Regions from separate parts of the Danio rerio genome. Here regions 1 and 3 are each linked to region 2. A link is a contact called in public HiCAR-type and HiChIP or PLAC-seq data. All regions are on one chromosome and are shown on one strand. The core of a region is the stretch at or near the end of the contact, and the rest is flanking DNA. Distances in the headings are between cores, read along the strand shown. Region 1 holds the start of si:dkey-21e2.4. Region 2 holds the start of bsg (basigin). Region 3 holds the start of cbarpb (CACN subunit beta associated regulatory protein b).

Region 1 (3,240 bases), core at 515-3,014, 250 kb after region 2:
ACACACAAACATGCCGGTCGATTGAAGTCACACTGCAGATGGATATATTGAGTCTCTACCCAAAGATGAAACCTCAGCATTATAGCCAAGCAGTTGGAAACTACTGGAAACTTCTGGAAACTACATGCTACAAATAATACTTTATCAGCGTTTGTTAAAGGAAGGATCAGTAAAGAGTAACTTACTGCTGGACGTCAGGATGGATTTTTCTTCCTCCATTTCTAAAGTGTAAGTACTTGCGATTAAAGTTGCCTCGTTGACTCTAGATGGCAAATGTATTTAGTTGTGATTTGTTACTTGTAACCGCGTGTACTGTATCAGGTTCTCTTATCGCGTGCAAAGTCACGTTAAAAACGTGACGCGTGCTGCTTTGTTAACGGAGCTCCGTGGACGAGGAGTAGTGTGTGTGTCTGTATGTGTGTGTGTGTGCTGTCGTCCGGAGATGTGTGTGTGTGTGTGTGCGCGCGCGCGCGCGTTGTCGTCCAGAGCAGGGTTAAGTGTGTGTGTGTGTGTGTGTGTGTGTGTGTGTGTGTGTGTGTGTGTGTGTGTGTGTGTGTGTGCAATATGTGTGTGTGTGTGTCTGTGAAAAGAGCAGAGTGAGAAGCTAGGAGATCTCCTCAACTGTTTTTGGAGTTTTTGCTCAATAAAATAGTTAGTCGTCTGAATTTTCAAGTCCATAGTCTGTATTTACATTGACCCACTGGCAGCTAAAATCCACGCCTACACTATCGAGCGTGTATGCACTGTGATTACTTTTATATTGCTGATTAGCTGTTTGGCATTTCACTCTCTGACTGAAGGCAGTCGACCAATCGCGACAGACTGTCATCGGTCCAATCAGCGCAGATTAGCTTCGCGCTAAGGAGGGGTTTGGGAACAAATGAATCACTGGACGATTCATACAGGAGTCGCTGGAATAATTAGGTAAAAATAAATGCAGATTATAAGACCACGAAAGTGTTTTTTTTACCTTGGAGACCCTTACAACCAAGATATGACCCTATTTCATGTATAATATGGGCTCTTTAATGAATAATGCATTTTTTATAATCATCATCACCCATTTTAGTTATTTTATGCACCATTTGGGGTCCCCTGGTCGCCACGAGACCCTAAACATCCGGTCAGTTTGCTTATGATTTAGGCCGGTGTTCTGTCGATTTGTCCTACCTCCAATTCAAAAATAGGTAGTGCATTTTGATGACACTATATTTTACGAATCAGATTTTGCTACCACTGTAAATTTTAATGTGGAGTAGTGTGATATGAAGCTGTAATATCACCCGAACCTACCTAATCCCTAACCCTAACCTTAGAGCTTTTTAAATACAGTGTTGGTAGCATAATCTGATGAGAAAGATAACTTGTCAGGACACCTCAACTATCCTCTAGTAATCCCTGACTAGTCCCACACTTAAGAACAAGAAGGCAAATACATCAATAACAACCAGTGAGATTTCGTATAGGAATATTAAAATGTAGGAAGAAAAATAGGTGGATTTAAAGGGATGATAGTGTGATAGAATGGTAAAATATGGAAAACATTAGGATTGACAGGTATGTCTCAGTCATGTTTCACATACAGAATGTGTGAAGCATGTTCTCTTGGGTTGAGTGCGCTATCTAGAGGTAGAGACACAAAATAAAGACGACAAAAAAAGCCACTTTATCTTCAAATCTCAAATTTTCATTACTTCTTTTAAAAGTTGCTGACTCCACCCACTTCTCGTGTTATTTAATAGTGGGCATCACTGCGAGCTCACTGATAGTCTTCATCATGACCATCACGATCATCTCTCTGCTCCTGCTGGTTTCTCTGGTGCCAGACGTGACCTTCACTGGTGAGACTGACTGTTGAGATTTACACATTTGTGAATAACATTTAAATGGCATATAATTGACTAACAACAAAATTTCTTTCAGCTCGTGTGGGTATAGTGGACGGCACTGAAGCAAAACCTCACTCAAGACCTTACATGGTTTCTCTTCAATATGATGGGGAGCATATTTGTGGTGGATCCCTCATTACTGAAGAGTTTGTTTTGACTGCTGCACATTGCTGGGAAGAGTAAGAGTTGTTTTTAGTACGAACTGAAATGTTTGTTTTTTTCTGAACGACATATCAGCTGCTGTGTATTCATATGGCAATTATATATGCTTTTTCAACAGAGGTGACGTCCTGACGGTTGTGGTTGGTGCCCATGATTTGAGTAAAAATGAAATTTACAACTCCTATGAAGTGGCATCCTACATCCCACATCAAGACTATGAACTGAATCCTGATCTGAATGACATCATGCTTTTGAAGGTATCAATCTGTAATTATTTTATTTGTAAAATTTTTTTGAATTTCTACTGAATGAATTAAATGTATTTAATTCATCTTTGGGACTTCTGTTTTGAACCTTAAAACATTTACCAGTATAATTATACAAAAAAGTTTACAATTTACAATTGTGCATTAAAGCTGAAGAAAAAAGTCAGACTGAGCAACAGCATTGGACTGATATCATTACCAAAAGATGGAGAAGATGTTGAAGCAGATACTATCTGTAGTGTTGCTGGTTGGGGAGATTTGTGGAGTAAAGGCCCAGTGCCTGATCGTCTAATGGAGGCAGAGACAGTTATAGTGAATGATGCAGAGTGTGAACGCAGATGGGGATCTGAATATGTGGCGTCAGAGATGATCTGTGCTTATGGCCATGGAGGATCCTGCAATGTACGTATGAATAATGATTCAGATTTTATGTTAATGTACAAACCTTTTTCACTAGTGACGTGCTTATCTGTGTTTTTAAACAGGGGGATTCAGGAGGTCCTTTGGTTTGTAATAACACTGCTGTCGGTATCACAGCTTTCGGTGATGGTTATCTCTGTAATTCCCGTCTCTATCCTAATGCTTATACTAAGATTTCAGCATATCTTCAGTGGATCCGATTCAAACTTGAAAATGTTTAGTAACTTCATGAAAAAAAAAAAAAAAAAACATGAAATGTTTTTCTTAATTTTTTTTTTCCATGTCTTTCAATAAAACAATCAGTTTACAAGCATCAGTGAGTTGAATTGTCCTCATTGTCTCAAGAATTTTTAATACAATATTATCACTTGACTGGTCTTAGCATTCCGTTTGTCCTACAGGTTGGAGTGTGCATGTGTTTGCCAACATGTGCCTCCAGTTTTTGTAGTGTAAAAATGGTTTTATAGATGTGTGCAATCTTCATGAAAATAGAAAATGCTTTA
Region 2 (3,413 bases), core at 104-2,603:
ATTTCCTGAAAACATCCAATAATATCCAGCTGCAGACCCGCAGAACCACACACGTTTTAGGCACACACAATCTAGGACACACAATCTAGGCAAACCATATATGGTTATGACTGATGTTAAAGTTATAACGTCTTTTTGGACATCGTCATCGATATATTTTGATATATTTGATTAATAAATATTGTACACAATAAACAATAGTGTTTACTTTACTTTATTTCACAAATATTGCGATTGAGACGGCCGAATGGGGAGCATTGTTTCCGATCGCCATTCAATATAATAGAGTGAACAGTTTTTAATCAGTCATTATAGCTGATCAGTCATTATTATCTGACAATAATATGGCAGATACTCGTTTGCTGGCTTTGCTGAATGATCTCATTTGGACAGGTTTAATTTATATAATGGATTAATTTATGATGAAGGAAATAATAGCAAGTTAAGATAGGCAATAATACATTATATGTCATAAAAATATTTTTATATGTAACAAATGTATAACACTATATTAATATTTTACTCAAGCGGTGTTTATTAGCTTAATTTTCCAATAACCTTTTAATTAATGATTTCCCACATTTAATACTCTTAATAAAACTATTAATAAAATATTAACTATTAATAAAAAAAATCATAAGTGTATACACACACACACACACACATATATATATATATATATATATATATATATATATATATATATATATATATATATATATATATATATATATATATATATATATAACAGCTTTAACAGTGACAGTTTAGTAAAAGATAGTAGTTTATATATAAACTTATAATTATAATCAGTTAAGATAATCAGTTTCTAACTATATTGTTTAAATGGTTAACTATAGTAGGCTAATTTATTTTAAAGTGACATTATTGTTTGCTTTTTATATTTTACAACAACGTGATTTTAACGAAGTATGATAATATTAAGAGCTTGAATTAGTTTATTACACTTAATCCATCAATTAGACGGTCTATTATGTTTTCTTTGTGTATATGGACACATGAATAAAGTCATAAGTGTCTTTAACCAATTATTTTTATTGACATAATTTAAGTTCAGAAACTGCAGAGACTTTAAAATGATCGTTACGATATAATAATAAAATTGACTGAAATGGGAAACCATATTTGTGAAATTCAATAGGTAGCGATAATGCTAAAGAGTTAGTTACCATTTATGGTTTGCCTAGATTGTGTGTCCTAGATTGTGTGTGCCTCAAACGTGTGTGGTTCTGCGGGCCTGCAGCTGGATATATCTCAAAACATTAGCAGTCGAAATCATTTTGGAAATTAGCAAACAAGTGCAAAACGCCGTGACGTTGAGAACCGGACGTGGTGACGCATAAACTCGCCCTTCTTTACGTGCGCGTTCTCGAGTGAGCTCCGAGTCCGAACAAATAGAGGACGACTAGGTTCCTCTGAAGGCTTTCTCCATTTTCTTTTTTCATCTCGAACAGGCCCAAAATTTTCCTTTTAGATTTTAATAACTCCTCAGCATGGAAAAGAAGCTCTTTGGCGCTGTTTTGGTCATTTGTATCGGCTGGTTTCAAGCCGAAGCTATGACAGGTAAGGACGTCTGCTTTTTCTGTTGATCGTGTTAGCTCGTGAGCTCGTTTTTCACACAAGGCGTTTGTTGACAGAAACACGACTCGGACGACAGATTTTACATTCACATTGTTTTTACTTTACTATAAAGCAATATACATCGTTAGTGAACGTTTGTAACGATTTGAAAATTGGAAAATCGTCGGGAATCTGTCGCGCACGAGCGACCGCTCTCGCACATTTAGTCAAACTATAAATCAACAGCTGATGTTTAAGTTAAAGTAGTTGTTTTTCTCCTTGATGCTCTTTCATACTCTCCGCAAACTATTTGTTTGTCACAAGTAATTATATTTTAAATGTTTATATTGAAAAATGTTTAAGGTTACGTTTACCACACTCAACCCCATCACGTGGATTTGCTCTGCTTTCATCCAAAATAACCTTTAATCCCCAAGCATTGGGTTTTGTAACCACCTGAGTTACACATTTTCCAAACTGTAGAAGATCCCTTAGTTGATATTTAATTATTTCAGGAATGGCTCATCCAAACTTTTCCAAATGAAGTATTAATATTTGTCCCTATTCATGCAGGTCAGTTACTCCAGTAAATGATGTGTAAAACCTGGTAAGCAGCAGGCAATGATGACAACCGGTGCAGACTAGTTTTTGGAGGCCTCCTGTCAAGTTTTGTAAACAGGAGGAGCCTGTAATCATTTATAATACAAGCTGGGGAAGGCAAAATATGTTTCATCCAATCATTTGACAAAGCAAGCAGCAATTTTCATCTTTCAGGCCTCCCTTGTTCCGTAAAAGGCTCAGCTTAAGCTTATTATATTGTTCCATCACTGGAAATGGCAATAATCTATGCAAACCTACTGAACTTGAGCATGCAACGTAGTACACTCACTGTAATGAAAGTTTAGTGTTTAATTGGAAATCTAATACTGTGAAATTTATTAAAATATTATTCCTACCCTTTCAGTAAAATCAATTGCTTAATGATGAATGCGAGTGATTGTTTTCTAGTCTGGCTCCATCATAATTTGTTTACTCCTCCTGAAGCAACAGCTGATGAATGACATGGTCGCAAATCCCAACATAATCTGCTTCATGGTCCTCTTTAGAAACAGAGCTTTAAACACTCTAGGAGGTGCTTTTCAGCACGTAAGCATTGATGCTTTCTCAAAACAACACAGCTTGTGCAAGAACAGGTTTACTCATGCAGTTCTAGAGTTAGCACATGCGCTATGGCAGAACACCAAAGCTGGATGCAAAGCTAGCATCTCCATATCAGAATTAAAATGGGGGTTTCCCCTGAGTATTCATCTTCAGCCCAGCTCAATAAATTGGGTTAGAGCAAACATGCAGCTATTTTGTTAAAGCGTGACAGTTTTTGTTGATGCCGCTGGCAGTCATTTAACATAAAAAAATGTTATTTGTCAGCATGTACCCCGCATGATGGGTGGGATTGATTTGCCCTTCAAATTTAATTACTCATGAAATTGTAGGCATATGTGTAATTATACACTTTCCAAACTTACCTGAAACACTAGTTTACTGACAGCAATTGCTACTTTTCCCCTATAACATTTATTATAAATGACTATTATTATTATTTTTTTTAGAAATTCTCAATTTTTATTTTTCTACATTTTATGGTGCCAAAACCACAAATTACTAAAAGGGCCACGAAACCACCCCTGTCTCAGCAGGGTGATTTCACAGCTGTAGTTTGGGAGAAAAAAAAAAAAAGGTCAGGAAATTGGAAAGGGGTTGAATCCAGCTTTAAGTGTTGAGTGGCGAAAGAGGGAAAGGTTTGCATGAAAAAGGGAGTTTCATTACATGCACTA
Region 3 (3,137 bases), core at 463-2,962, 140 kb before region 2:
ATACATATACAGTACTACATACACACGATACACCCCTGTCAGGGTCTGGGATAGAACCTGGGTCTCTGGTGTGTGGGGTAGTCTCATTACCACTCAGCTACTAGAAGGTGATGATGACATACTGTGCATACATTGCATACATGGTACCCTTCATACATATACACACTTTATACATACCCACACATGATACACCCCTTACATATACACACTCTATACATATGCACACATTATACACCGCTTAAAAATACACACTCTATAGTTATGCACACATGATACACCCCTTACATATACACACTCTATACTTATACACACATGATACAACCCTTACATATGCACACTCTATACTTATGCACACATGATACACTCCATACATATATACACATGATACACCTGATACATATTCACAGTCTATACATACGCACACATGATACACCCCTTACAAATACACACACTATATGTACTTAGGCACACTTGATACAACCCTTACATATACACACTCTATACATATGTACTCCACAAATATAGGCACGTGATACACTCTATACATCTATACACCCCATACATATACACACTCAATACACCCCTTACAAATACACACATGATACACCCCTTACAATACATATATACACTCTATACATACGCACACATGATGCACCCCTTACACTTACACACACTATAAATATAGGCACATGATACACTCTATACATATACACACTATAAATATGGGCACATGATACACTCTATACATATATACACATCTGCACACACAATACACTCCATAATTATACATAAAGATTCCAAAGACATTTAGTGTATGGTCTAACTGACATTTTGACAGTTAGACGTGTAGTGTATGTGTATGAATTAATGTGTTTATAGATGTTTTCCTGCACTGGGTTGCAGCTGGAAGGGCATCCATGTGTAAAACATTCTTGATAGGTTGGGGGTTCATTCTGCTGTGGCGACCCCTGATGAATAAAAGGACTAAGCTAAAAAGAAAATAAATTAAATAGTAATTTCTTAAAATATAAATAATAATTTAATTTATGTTCATTTATGGCCATCTTTAAAAGCCATCTTGTGTTTAGTAAAATAAACGTTGATAGGGACCTAACCTTTTTTTTTAAAGAAATATATAAAACAATGAGAAATACCTGGGGGTTCATTCCGCTGTGGCGAACCCTGACCCAGGGACTAAGCCGAAGAAAAATGAATAAATGAATGACTGAATGAGAAAAACCCACTGACTAAATTAAGGGTGTAATGATCGTTACAAACAGCAGGGGGCGTTATGTCACTTCAAAATATCCATTGCACGAATTTAATTCATTCTCACAGTCCTTCCAGTATAAAATAAGGTTGAAATTATTAATGATTCACATTAAATAATAAAAAATTGTTCCCTACAATTTACTCTGCTATTATATTTATGTTAAGTATGATCCATAGCCTATGTTCTTCCAAACCTGCACTGCGCCCAGGCCGCTTGGGGATGCCCGTTTCTGAAGATTTTTCACTGACTCAAATGGGGGATTACCTCATTTCCATAACATCATGAGAGGACGAGGGCGTGATAGACACTTGTGATAAGTAACGCTGTACCTCACTTTTGACGTCACAGTCTGCGCCTCTCACTGGGCGACGGGCGAGTGGGTGTGTTTAACGGGGGGCTTCATTCATAAATACAAAAAGATTTTAAAGCCCAAATTCAGGAGAAGACCGGTGGAATCGTTCGCGAGCTTCCCCTCTTTCGTCTCATGGACCACGTGAATTAGAGTTCGGTGAGTTTTGGTTCGCCTGTCTTTCACACAGTTATTGTTTCCTCGATCAGCGTCTTGAATGACATCGCGCTTTATTATTGGAGGGTGATGATAGCCTGAAATGTGGAGAGAGCATCTTCAGCCAACGAGTTTCTGCTGGTCTGAGGAAGCACACAACCGATTTACTTTGCGTTTTACGGGTTATCTGTTTATTGTAAATGCTTGAACTCTTTTGTTTTGGGAGTGATATTTAAATCCATCTTGTATTTGGGTTTATCGAGCGTCTATTGATGCTCACATAACGCTGTTATGGCAAGCGGTTTAAACATTCATATATTTTAACTAACTGTGTTGTAGTCTAGTCATAACCAAAAACTGACTAGTTTTACTAGCGACAGTGATTATCTCAATTAAGCAACTTGCTATTCCAGCTTTACTAGTAGGCTAATTATTAGCTATTGTTTGTAGTAGCTGCTAGAACTAGAAAGTAGCAAAGCTGGAATAGCAGAAACAGTTTAAGTACAATAATACTTGTCTAAATAAATAACATGTGAATTCCCAATAACATAGTATCTATCTCTGTTAAAATAAATGTATAATGTAATCGATAATAAGTCGTTAAGTAGCCTACCATGAAAACGAAAAATGAATAGGATAAACAGAAGCGACAACAATACAATTATGAGTACACAGTTGTTCTCAAATAAGTACCGAATAACAATAATAATAAGTATCGAAAATATACACACACACACACACACACACACACACACACATATATATATATATATATATATATATATATATATATATATATATATATATATATATATATATATATATACGTGCAATTTATTACCAGTAACAATGAAATATTTACCAAAAAAAATCATGTTATCAAAAATATTTTTGTTGCTACTTGTCTACCAATGAAACGTAAAGCTTAAAAAAATAGCAGCAATAACTGATGTACTGTAATTGAAGTATCTGAATAAAGTGCACATTTAATTGAGATTTTTATATACGTTACTTCCACTGATATTACAACTGAATATTTAATAACCAATGATGAAATAGCTACACAAACCTAACTGACGATCAGTAGTGATGATAATACTTTGTAATATGTAAAATAAAGCTGCTAGTAACACAAACACATGCATTTGTATTAAAAAGTATTATTTAGCTATTGTATTTAGTAGCTGCTAGAACTAGAAAGTAGCAAAGCTGGAATAGCAAAAACCGTTTAAGTACAATAGCACTTGTCTAAATAAGTAACATATGAATTACCAATAAAATTACAATTTATCTCTGTTAAGTGTATAATGTAATTGATAATAAATCATTAAAAGTAAGTAGCCTACTATGAAAAATGAA

The links. HiCAR-type assays count read pairs that join an accessible place to other places. HiChIP or PLAC-seq counts read pairs in DNA pulled down with a chosen protein or histone mark.
Region 1: a contact with region 2 is called in an H3K4me3 HiChIP or PLAC-seq map of embryo, with 2.5 times the contacts expected there. The contact joins the promoter of si:dkey-21e2.4 here to the promoter of bsg in region 2. A contact is called at or near these places in 1 of 18 Hi-C or Micro-C datasets (hematopoietic stem cells) and 1 of 4 datasets of contacts at active chromatin or transcription factors (embryo).
Region 3: a contact with region 2 is called in a HiCAR-type map of caudal fin, with 7 times the contacts expected there. The contact joins the promoter of cbarpb here to the promoter of bsg in region 2. A contact is called at or near these places in 5 of 18 Hi-C or Micro-C datasets (caudal fin, embryo, hematopoietic stem cells and 1 more) and 3 of 4 datasets of contacts at active chromatin or transcription factors (caudal fin, embryo and gastrula embryo).

Annotation. Positions count from the first base shown.
Region 1 is chr22:18,885,630-18,888,869 of GRCz12tu, forward strand. si:dkey-21e2.4 reads left to right here and starts at 1,765. Exons shown (of 5, transcript XM_021474468.3): 1 at 1,765-1,841; 2 at 1,924-2,068; 3 at 2,170-2,308; 4 at 2,468-2,719; 5 at 2,803-3,050. The coding sequence starts at 1,778. The coding sequence ends at 2,958.
Region 2 is chr22:18,633,437-18,636,849 of GRCz12tu, forward strand. It overlaps bsg (basigin), which reads left to right and starts at 1,354. Exons shown (of 9, transcript NM_198142.2): 1 at 1,354-1,584. The coding sequence starts at 1,515.
Region 3 is chr22:18,490,592-18,493,728 of GRCz12tu, forward strand. cbarpb (CACN subunit beta associated regulatory protein b) reads left to right here and starts at 1,713. Exons shown (of 10, transcript XM_680490.10): 1 at 1,713-1,781.